2 separate regions of the Callithrix jacchus genome follow, and region 1 is linked to region 2. A link is a contact called in public Hi-C data. All regions are on one chromosome and are shown on one strand. The core of a region is the stretch at or near the end of the contact, and the rest is flanking DNA. Distances in the headings are between cores, read along the strand shown.

Evidence for each region. A called contact is a pair of places that touch in the nucleus more often than the background predicts.
Region 1: a contact with region 2 is called in a Hi-C map of skeletal muscle, with 6 times the contacts expected there. The contact joins the promoter of CASKIN2 here to the enhancer-like site in region 2. A contact is called at or near these places in 2 of 3 Hi-C or Micro-C datasets (both in skeletal muscle).

The regions. Positions count from the first base shown.
Region 1 is chr5:131,412,483-131,416,524 of calJac240_pri, forward strand. It overlaps CASKIN2 (CASK interacting protein 2), which reads right to left and starts at 1,929. Exons shown (of 21, transcript XM_054256492.2): 1 at 1,793-1,929; 2 at 142-630. It overlaps TSEN54 (tRNA splicing endonuclease subunit 54), which reads left to right and starts at 2,898. Exons shown (of 10, transcript XR_013535991.1): 1 at 2,898-3,013; 2 at 3,153-3,317; 3 at 3,419-3,482; 4 at 3,565-3,648; 5 at 3,953-4,042.
Region 2 is chr5:131,326,030-131,330,052 of calJac240_pri, forward strand. No RefSeq gene overlaps it. Among named protein-coding and RNA genes, the nearest start is that of GRB2, 21 kb to the left of the region's middle. Within about 2 kb of position 1,397, at least 1 of the 16 cell types and tissues checked has an H3K27ac peak or open chromatin away from gene starts, as enhancers often do. A contact at or near this core is called in skeletal muscle, where this site is marked.

The DNA of each region.
Region 1 (4,042 bases), core at 679-3,178, 87 kb after region 2:
CAGAGGTCCTTCTTATTGAGAACAAGACAGTCCACCCTCCTCAAGTATGCAGATCACAGTGACCCACCCCCATGCCCCAAACCTCTGTGACTTGAACACTCAGAGGGCCTCAGCTAGATGCTCACCCCACCAAGCACTCACTTGTCTTTGTGGCCTTGACCTTAGCCACCAGTTTCTGCACACCGGTCACATCTCCATTCTTGACAGCGAGGATCAGGTCCTGTTCACGACCCATCCTGGCTCCTGGTCTGAGCTCTGCGCTCAGGAGTCCAGGGCAAAGGCAGGCAAGGGTCCAAGCTGGGGTGTCAGGGCACCATGCCGCAGCTCCTTGGAGGGCTCCCGGTTCTGGGGGAGCAAGTGTGGTGTCCCAGGCAGCGGGCTCCTCGTCAGGTGCTGAGGGACACTCCCAAAGGTGCTATGTGAACTGCCACCACAGGAAGGAAAGCCAATCTTTGTGGGGGTGGAGGTTACGTGGAAATCTGGATGGATATCAGCTTGTGGCTTCCGACAGCTCCAGGATGGGCCGGGACCGGGCACACCAATCTTCCCGGCTTGGCTGGGGAACACCAGTGCCCACCCAGAGAGCAGCCAGCATTCCCTTGGGCCTCAGGCAGCACGGGTCCCAGGGGTCTGGAAAAGGGGCAGTGTGTCTGTTGAATGCTGGGCCACAGCCTGGAAGGCTTCCAGAAGCGGGGTGCAGAGGATGAGCAGGACAGGACCTTAAGGAAGCCCCAAAGCCCCTCTGGCTCCACTCAGAGTTGATGGAGAAGCTGAGCCACTTCAAGTTCGGAGGAAGCTGCCATGCTTGAGAGGAGTATTGGTGGGGGGGAGGTGGCATTCTGGGAGGGGGAGGCTGAGTCACTGGGGCCCCAGGGCACCTGGCAGTACCTCAACCTTGGGCAGGAGGGGCCCTGGCAGCATGACATACTGGGGCAGGCCGGGCCAGCAGCCTGTTCTCCACGGCCCGAGGCTCCGACACCCACAGACAACTGGCGGGCCAGGAGGTGGGGCCGGGAGGGTCAGACACAGGCAGGCGGGCAGGGGTCACTCCCTGTCAAAGGCGCCAACCCCCGGACTCCTCCCTACGGAGGAGTAAAGGCTGAATGCCCTAGCCCTAGGGCTCATTGTGAACGGAGGGCATGAAGTGCTTCTGGCCCCCCGTTTCTGGGGGCTCTGCTGGAGAGCGAAGCTCACAGCACCTGTTGCTGACCTGTCCTCGCCCCTTGTGTCGGGTGGAGGAGCAGCTGGGCAACGAACACAGAGCTGGGGCACGGCTGATAAACGGGCTCCCAAGCCCCCCAGGCCTGAACCTGAAGCCCAAACCCTGGACTCCACTGCAAAGAAGCTTACGTCAGTTTCTCGGTGGCAGCGAATTTGTTGCCAAAGTCTTGTGGCATGAGATCCTCGCAGGCCTGGGGCCCTAGCCGGGAACCCCTCAGTCCCCAAATGTCCCAAGCCCAGCCCAGGGGCACTCCCACTCGGGGACCGTTGCCGACACAGGCGGAGGGCGCCCTTGGCAGTGCCTGGGGTCGGGCTGGCTCCCCCGCCCCCCGGAATGTCCCTCCAGCGCCGCGCAACCCCCCAGCCCAGCCCAGCCCAGCCCAGGCCCACCCGGGGAACAAAGCGGCGGGAGAAGCCGGGCGGGCCAAGCCCCGAGGTATAAACGCGGAGGATGGAAAAAGGGGCGCGAGGAGGGCGGAAGGAGCGGGGAAGTGGAGGCGCCCGCGAATCCCGCAAGGAAAGTTAGTTTGCGCCCGCCCCCAGGGCCGCTGACCCCCAGCGCGGGCCTCACCTTTCCCGGCCGCCCGCCGGGGTCCGGCTGGCCCTGCTCGGTCCCTGGCACTCAGGACGGTGGCTCCCACACCCCCCCGCCCCGCTTTCTCCTTCTCCTTTTCCAAGGCCGGCTCGGCGCCTCCCGCAGGAAATCCCGCCCCTCCCCCCTCCCTCCCGCCGGATCGGGAGCGGAGGGACCGTCCCGGCCGCGCAGTAAGGCTGTCAGTCACCTGCGGCGGCTCCGCCCCCATCCGTGCCAGGTCCCGCCCCCATTTTCGTCCGCCCGCACCGGGGGCGCTGACCGGATCAGCGCATGCGCCCAGGTAAAAGGGAGAGGCGGCGGGTGGTGGAGCTGGGGCCCTGGAGTTAGACTCAAGGGCGAGACACTCCGGGTCAGACTGGTGGGAGAGAAGACGTAAGGTGAAGGGGGTTGGCAACCAAAACGCGGGATCCCACTTGCAGTACTCTCCGCCCGCGGCCGGTGTCGTCCACCCGTGGCTGCTGGCCGGGCAATAGCACCACCTAGCGGACGGCGCCCGAGCGGCCCGCGGGGGGCGGCGCGGGGACCCCAGCCTCTAGGAGGCGCTCGTGCCGGGCGGAGGTGGCGCTTCAGCACCGTCGCGTGCCGGACAGCGCCTCCCGCCCTTGCCCCTTGAAACCTGGCTTCCCAGCTCAGCCGGAGGGACCCGACGGAAGATCCCGAAGGAATGGCAAACCTCCCCGGACCACTCCTGACAGTCCCCGGGTGTCCTTTGGCCTGCAAAGTCGGAATTTGCGCACCCTCTGCTCGCCCTTCTGCCCTTCTTGCCCAGCCCGGACGGTGGGGACTAAGCAGCGCGGGGCTGCACAGGGGCGGTAACACGTGTGACCATTCGTACTGCCCTCCCAGCCTCCGGCTCCTGAGGCTTTACTGGAGAGAAGCCCCGAGGAGGGCTGGGAAGAGGAGAAGGGAATCCTGCACCTCCAGCAACCTGCGGGCTGAGCTCCGAGCCTCGGCGTCGGGGCGCGTGCCTCAGTGCGGGCACTAGGACCCGGGACAGTCAGGAGGGCGCCGAGCGGGCGGGGAAAGGGGCGGGCTGCCGCGGCGGCACGGATCGGCGGGCGCTAGGGCAGCGCGGAGCTCCAGTGGTGGGCGGGGCGTGGCAGCGCGCGCAGCGGCAGGCGGCGGCGGGATGGAGCCTGAGCGCGAGCCCGAACCCCAGCCGGCGGCAGTGGAGGTTCCTGCGGGACGCGTGCTCAGGTGCGGCGCAGCGCGGCCCGGCCCGAGGGGGATGTGCGGGGGAGGGCGCTAGACCAGCGCGGGTAGGAAAACCAGCTCCCAGACCGGGCCGAGCGGCCCCCGATGGGTGGCGCTGATCCTGAGTCCCCTTTTCCCACAGCGCCCGGGAGCTCTTTGCCGCCCGCTCGCGGTCGCAGAAGCTGCCCCAGCGCTCGCATGGCCCCAAGGACTTTCTGCCCGACGGCTCCGCGGCCCAAGCCGAGCGGCTGCGCAGGTGCCGGGAGGATCTCTGGCAGCTGCTGGCGGAGCAGCGCGTAGAGCGCCTGTGAGAGGGGCGGGCCCGGGGAATGGGAGGAGCAGGGGCGGAGACGGGCCGCGGGAACCTCCCGCGTGAACTGACGCGGACCCTTCCCCACTCCTCGCCAGGGGCAGCTTGGTGGCTGCCGAGTGGAGGCCGGAAGAGGGCTTCGTGGAGTTGAAGTCTCCTGCGGTGAGCGGCGGGCTCCAAGCTCGGGAACCGCCTTCCCTGCCCTCCTCCCTCCCCTGTGACACTTGCTCTGGGCCCCACACAGGGCAAATTCTGGCAGACCATGGGCTTCTCAGAGCAGGGCCGGCAGCGGCTTCACCCGGAAGAGGCCTTATATCTCCTGGAGTGTGTGAGTGGGGCCCGGGAAGGGGTGGGGACCGAAGAATGGGAAGGACACGTTTTATCGGAGAAAAAGCACACACAACCCGGTCTTTAGTGAACGGATAACCGAACTTCTAGAGCAGGAGGTAGTACTTTGCAGGGAGCAGGGATTCCAGTCCAAATTAGTGACGCTGCTTCGCTTTTCTGGTTGGCCACATTTTTGATGTGCTGCTGGGAGGTAGGGGGGGAGGTTTCAGAGCCAGGAAGTTGCCCCACTAGTTTGTGGCAATGCAGAGAGGGCTCATAAGCTGAGCTGTTGGCCCCACTTCCAGGGCTCCATCCAACTCTTCCACCAAGACCTGCCACTGTCTATCCAGGAAGCTTACCAGCTGCTGCTAACCGATGACACTGTGACCTTCCTG
Region 2 (4,023 bases), core at 147-2,646:
AAGAATTCTAGCATAGCAAATTCAGGTTAGATCCAAGTGGGACCTTTTTGATTTTTTTTTTTAAGAGAAAAATTTACCTTTTTTATTAGTGGTATGCTTGCCTTCTTGGAAAATCTAAGCAAATCACTTAGAAAACTGTAAAACAGTAAAGTGGGCCAGTTTCAAAACATCTACATGAAATAAAATAGATACATTAACAGACATAAATACGTCTCTGTATACTCCTGTATGCACTGGAAATAGTCATTTGTATTCCAGGAATAAATCCACTTGGTCATGGTGTATAATTCTTTTAATATACTCTTATATTCAGTTTATTTGTATTTTTAAAAGATTTTTGCATCAGTATTCAGCAGATATTGGTCTGTAGTTTTATATTCTGTTAGTGTCTTTGGCTTTGATATTCGGGTAGCACTGGTCTTATAAGATGAATTTGGAAGTATTTCTTCCTCTTCAATTTTTTGGGGACAGTTTATGAATGATTGGTGTTCATTTTTCTTTAAATGTTTGAAAGAATTCACTAGTGAAGCCATATGGTCCTGGATTTTCTTTTTTGGGAGGTTTTAATTACTGTTTTAATATATTCAGATTTCCTATTTCCCCATGATTCAGTCCTGGTCAATTGTGTGTTTCTAGGAATATAAAAAATGGGACTTTTTGACATAAGAGTTAAATACTGGAATGTGTTACTGAGGTTGCAGAATGTCTTTCAGTTGAGGTGATTAGATACCTGTTTGTTTGGTAGAAGGTCAGAGACAAGGCAATAAACTCTCTAAATATATTTAATATATCATATCTAAGCTCTGTAAATCCATAATAATACATAGTGGCCAGACATGGAGGCTCATGCCTGAAATCCCAGCACTTTGGGAGGCAGGGGTGGGAGGATCGCTTGAGCCCAGGAGTTTGAGACCAGCCTGGGCAACGTGGCGAAACCCTGTCTCTACATAAAGTAGAAAAATTAGCTAGGCATGGTGGTGCCTGTGGTCCTAGCTACTTGGGAGGCCAAAGTTGGAGGATCATTTGAGCCCAGGAGGCGGAGGTTTCAGTGAGCCAAGATCATGTCACTGGACTCCAGCCTGGGTGATAAAGTGAGAACCTGCCTCAAAAAATAAAGAAATAAATATAGTTACTCTATTAACAGCGTGGCACAAGTGGCCCTGTTTATCCAATAAACAGGTGTGCCTAGGACTTCAGTGAGTTTAAATTGGTCAAGTCGATCGTAGATAAATATAAGATCTGTACATTTTACAGAACAGAAGCTGGACTCCAGCAGCCAGCAGGAGAATGCAGGAAGGAATCCTTGCTCTTTTCACATAGCCTCTGATCATTGTCTCTTCTAACCTGTCCTTGGGACCCTCTAGCAGCTGAAGGCAAAGCTATGTGACCCCAAGTATGTCTGTCCAGGAGGGAAGAAAATAATCTAAACCCTAGGGGAATGTGAGTAATGTGGGCTCGGCAAACGGGGAATGCAGGGAATGAGACCACAGTCCGCAGTGCAGATATCCAAGCCTGGCTCGCCCAGCCCGGATATCCTTCATGAAAGATGAAGCAAGGTGGCTCCTGGAGAGGGACTTTCTGCTTGGGGAGCTGTCAATTCTGCTTCTGAATCATATTGCTTTTCTGAGCCTATGTGTCTTAATATAGCTAGAAAGACTTCATCCAGTCTGGCTCAGGCTGCAGAGAACTAAATATGTTGTCAAAATACTCCTGAAACTCAGGGTCCAACAAGACCACACAGGCAGCTGTCTTTATTATCACACTGCTCTTCCTAATACTTAGCAAAATATTTGTGAGAATGCTCCCATCGCGGTACTCTTCGACATGAATTTCCCTGGGAGGTAGTTTTTTAACTCAAAGAGAAATTCTGGGAGGATACTCATATATTAGTTGCCTCAGAGGAGGAAATCCAAGAGGTAGGAGACAAGGGTGGGAGAGAGACATATTTTTCACTGTATACCTCTTTATGTCTTCTGAATTTTTTTCTTTTTTTTTTGAGATGGAGTTTCGCTGTTGTTACCCAGACTGGAGTGCAATGGCACGATCTCAGCTCACCGCAACCTCTGCTTTCTGGGTTCAAGCAATTCTCCTGCCTCAGCCTCCCGAGTAGCTGGGACTACAGGGGCACACCACCATGCCCAGCTAATTTTTATATTTTTGGTAGAGACGGAGTTTCACTTTGTTGACCAGGATGGTCTTGATCTCTTGACCTCATGATCCACCCGCCTAGACCTCCCAAAGTGCTGGGACTATAGGCGTGAGCCACTGCGCCTGGCCTGAATTTTTTTTTTGAAGACGGGGTTTCACCATATTGGTCAGGCTGGTCTCGAACTCCTGACCTCAGGTGATCCACCCACCTCAGCCTCCCACAGTGCTGGGATTACAGGTGTGAGCAACCTCGCCCAGCCTGAATTTTTTTTTTTTTTTAAGATGGAGTCTTGCTCTGTCACCCAGGCTGGAGTGCAGTGGTATTATCTCAGCTCACTACAACCTCCACCTCTCAGATCCAAGTGATTCTCCTGCTTCAGCCTCCTCGGTAGTTGGGATTATGGGCATGCACCACCACGCCTGGCTAATTTTTGTATTTTTATAGAGACGGGGTTTCACCATGTTGGCCAGGCTGGTCTCCAACTCCTGACTTCAGGTAATCCGCCTACCTCAGTCTCCTGAAGTGCAAGGATTACAGGCATGAGCCACTGTGCCCGGCCATCTTTTGAATTTTTTATGTGTATGTATTACCTATTCCAAAATAAATTTTATTTATTTGAGACAGGATCTCGCTCTGTTGCCTGGGCTGGAGTGCAGTGGCGAAGTCATGGCTCACTGTAGTCTCCGCATCCTAGGCTCAAGTGATCCTCCTACCTCAGCCTCTGAGTAGGTGGAACTACAGGTATGCACCACCACACCCCGATAATTTTTTAACTGTTTGTACAGACAGGGTCTCACTATATTGCCCGAGGTGATCTCAAGCATGGGCTCAAGCAATCCTCTTGCCTTGGCCTCCCAAAGTGCTGGGATTATAGGTGTGAGTTACCGCACCCGGGCTCCAAAATAAATTTTATTTTATTATTTTTTATTTACTTATGTTTTTTGAGGCAGAGTCTTGCTCTGTAGCCCAGGCTGGTGTGATCTTGGCTCACTGCAGCCTCCGCCTCCCTTGTTCAAGCCATTCTTATGCCTCAGTTCGTAGTCCGAGTAGCTGGGATTACAGGTGTGTGCCACCACACCCGGCTAATTTTTGTTTTTTTTAGTAGAGACAGAATTTCGCCATGTTGCCCAGGCTGGTCTCAAACTCCTGAGCTCAAGTGATCCACCTGCCTTGGCTTCCCAAAGTACTGAGATTACAGGCATGAGACACAGTTCCTGGCTTTCCAAAATAATTTTAAACATAAGGCTTATAAAATGCTGTGTGCAATTTAACTTAGCTCCTTCTCTTCCAATTAAGGGGTTTATTTCCCTCTCTTTTTCAGCTCTGTGTTTAACTAACCATCACAATGACTTCATCTACGTTTTACCACTTACTTCACATCTGCTCATGATCTCATTTAACAAGCCAACGAGAAAGTTCCATCATTATTCAAATTCTACAGACGAGGAAACTGAGGTTTAGAAAGAAGTCCCTTTGTCAGTTAAGTATCAGATCTAGAATTCAAACTTGGGTCTGTCTGACTAGCCACAGCTTGTGACCCCCACACCTTCTGCCTCAGTAGTTGTAAGAACACTGAAGAAAACTGCATCAAACACATTAGAAACTTTCTCACATGTTCCTTAGTCAACCAATTTCCTGGCTGGTCTGTGCACAGCGGGGTTTACGGCTAGCTGATCACAACCAGTTACAGATTTTTTTATTCCTTCTCCAATCTCACTGCTTCACTTGACTACCTTTTAAAAATAAATAAATAAGGCCAGGCACAGTGGTTCATGCCTGTAATCCCAGCACTTAGGGTGGCCGAGGTGGGTGGATCACCTGAGGTCAGGAATTTGAGACCACTGTGGACAACATGATGAAACCCCATCTCTACT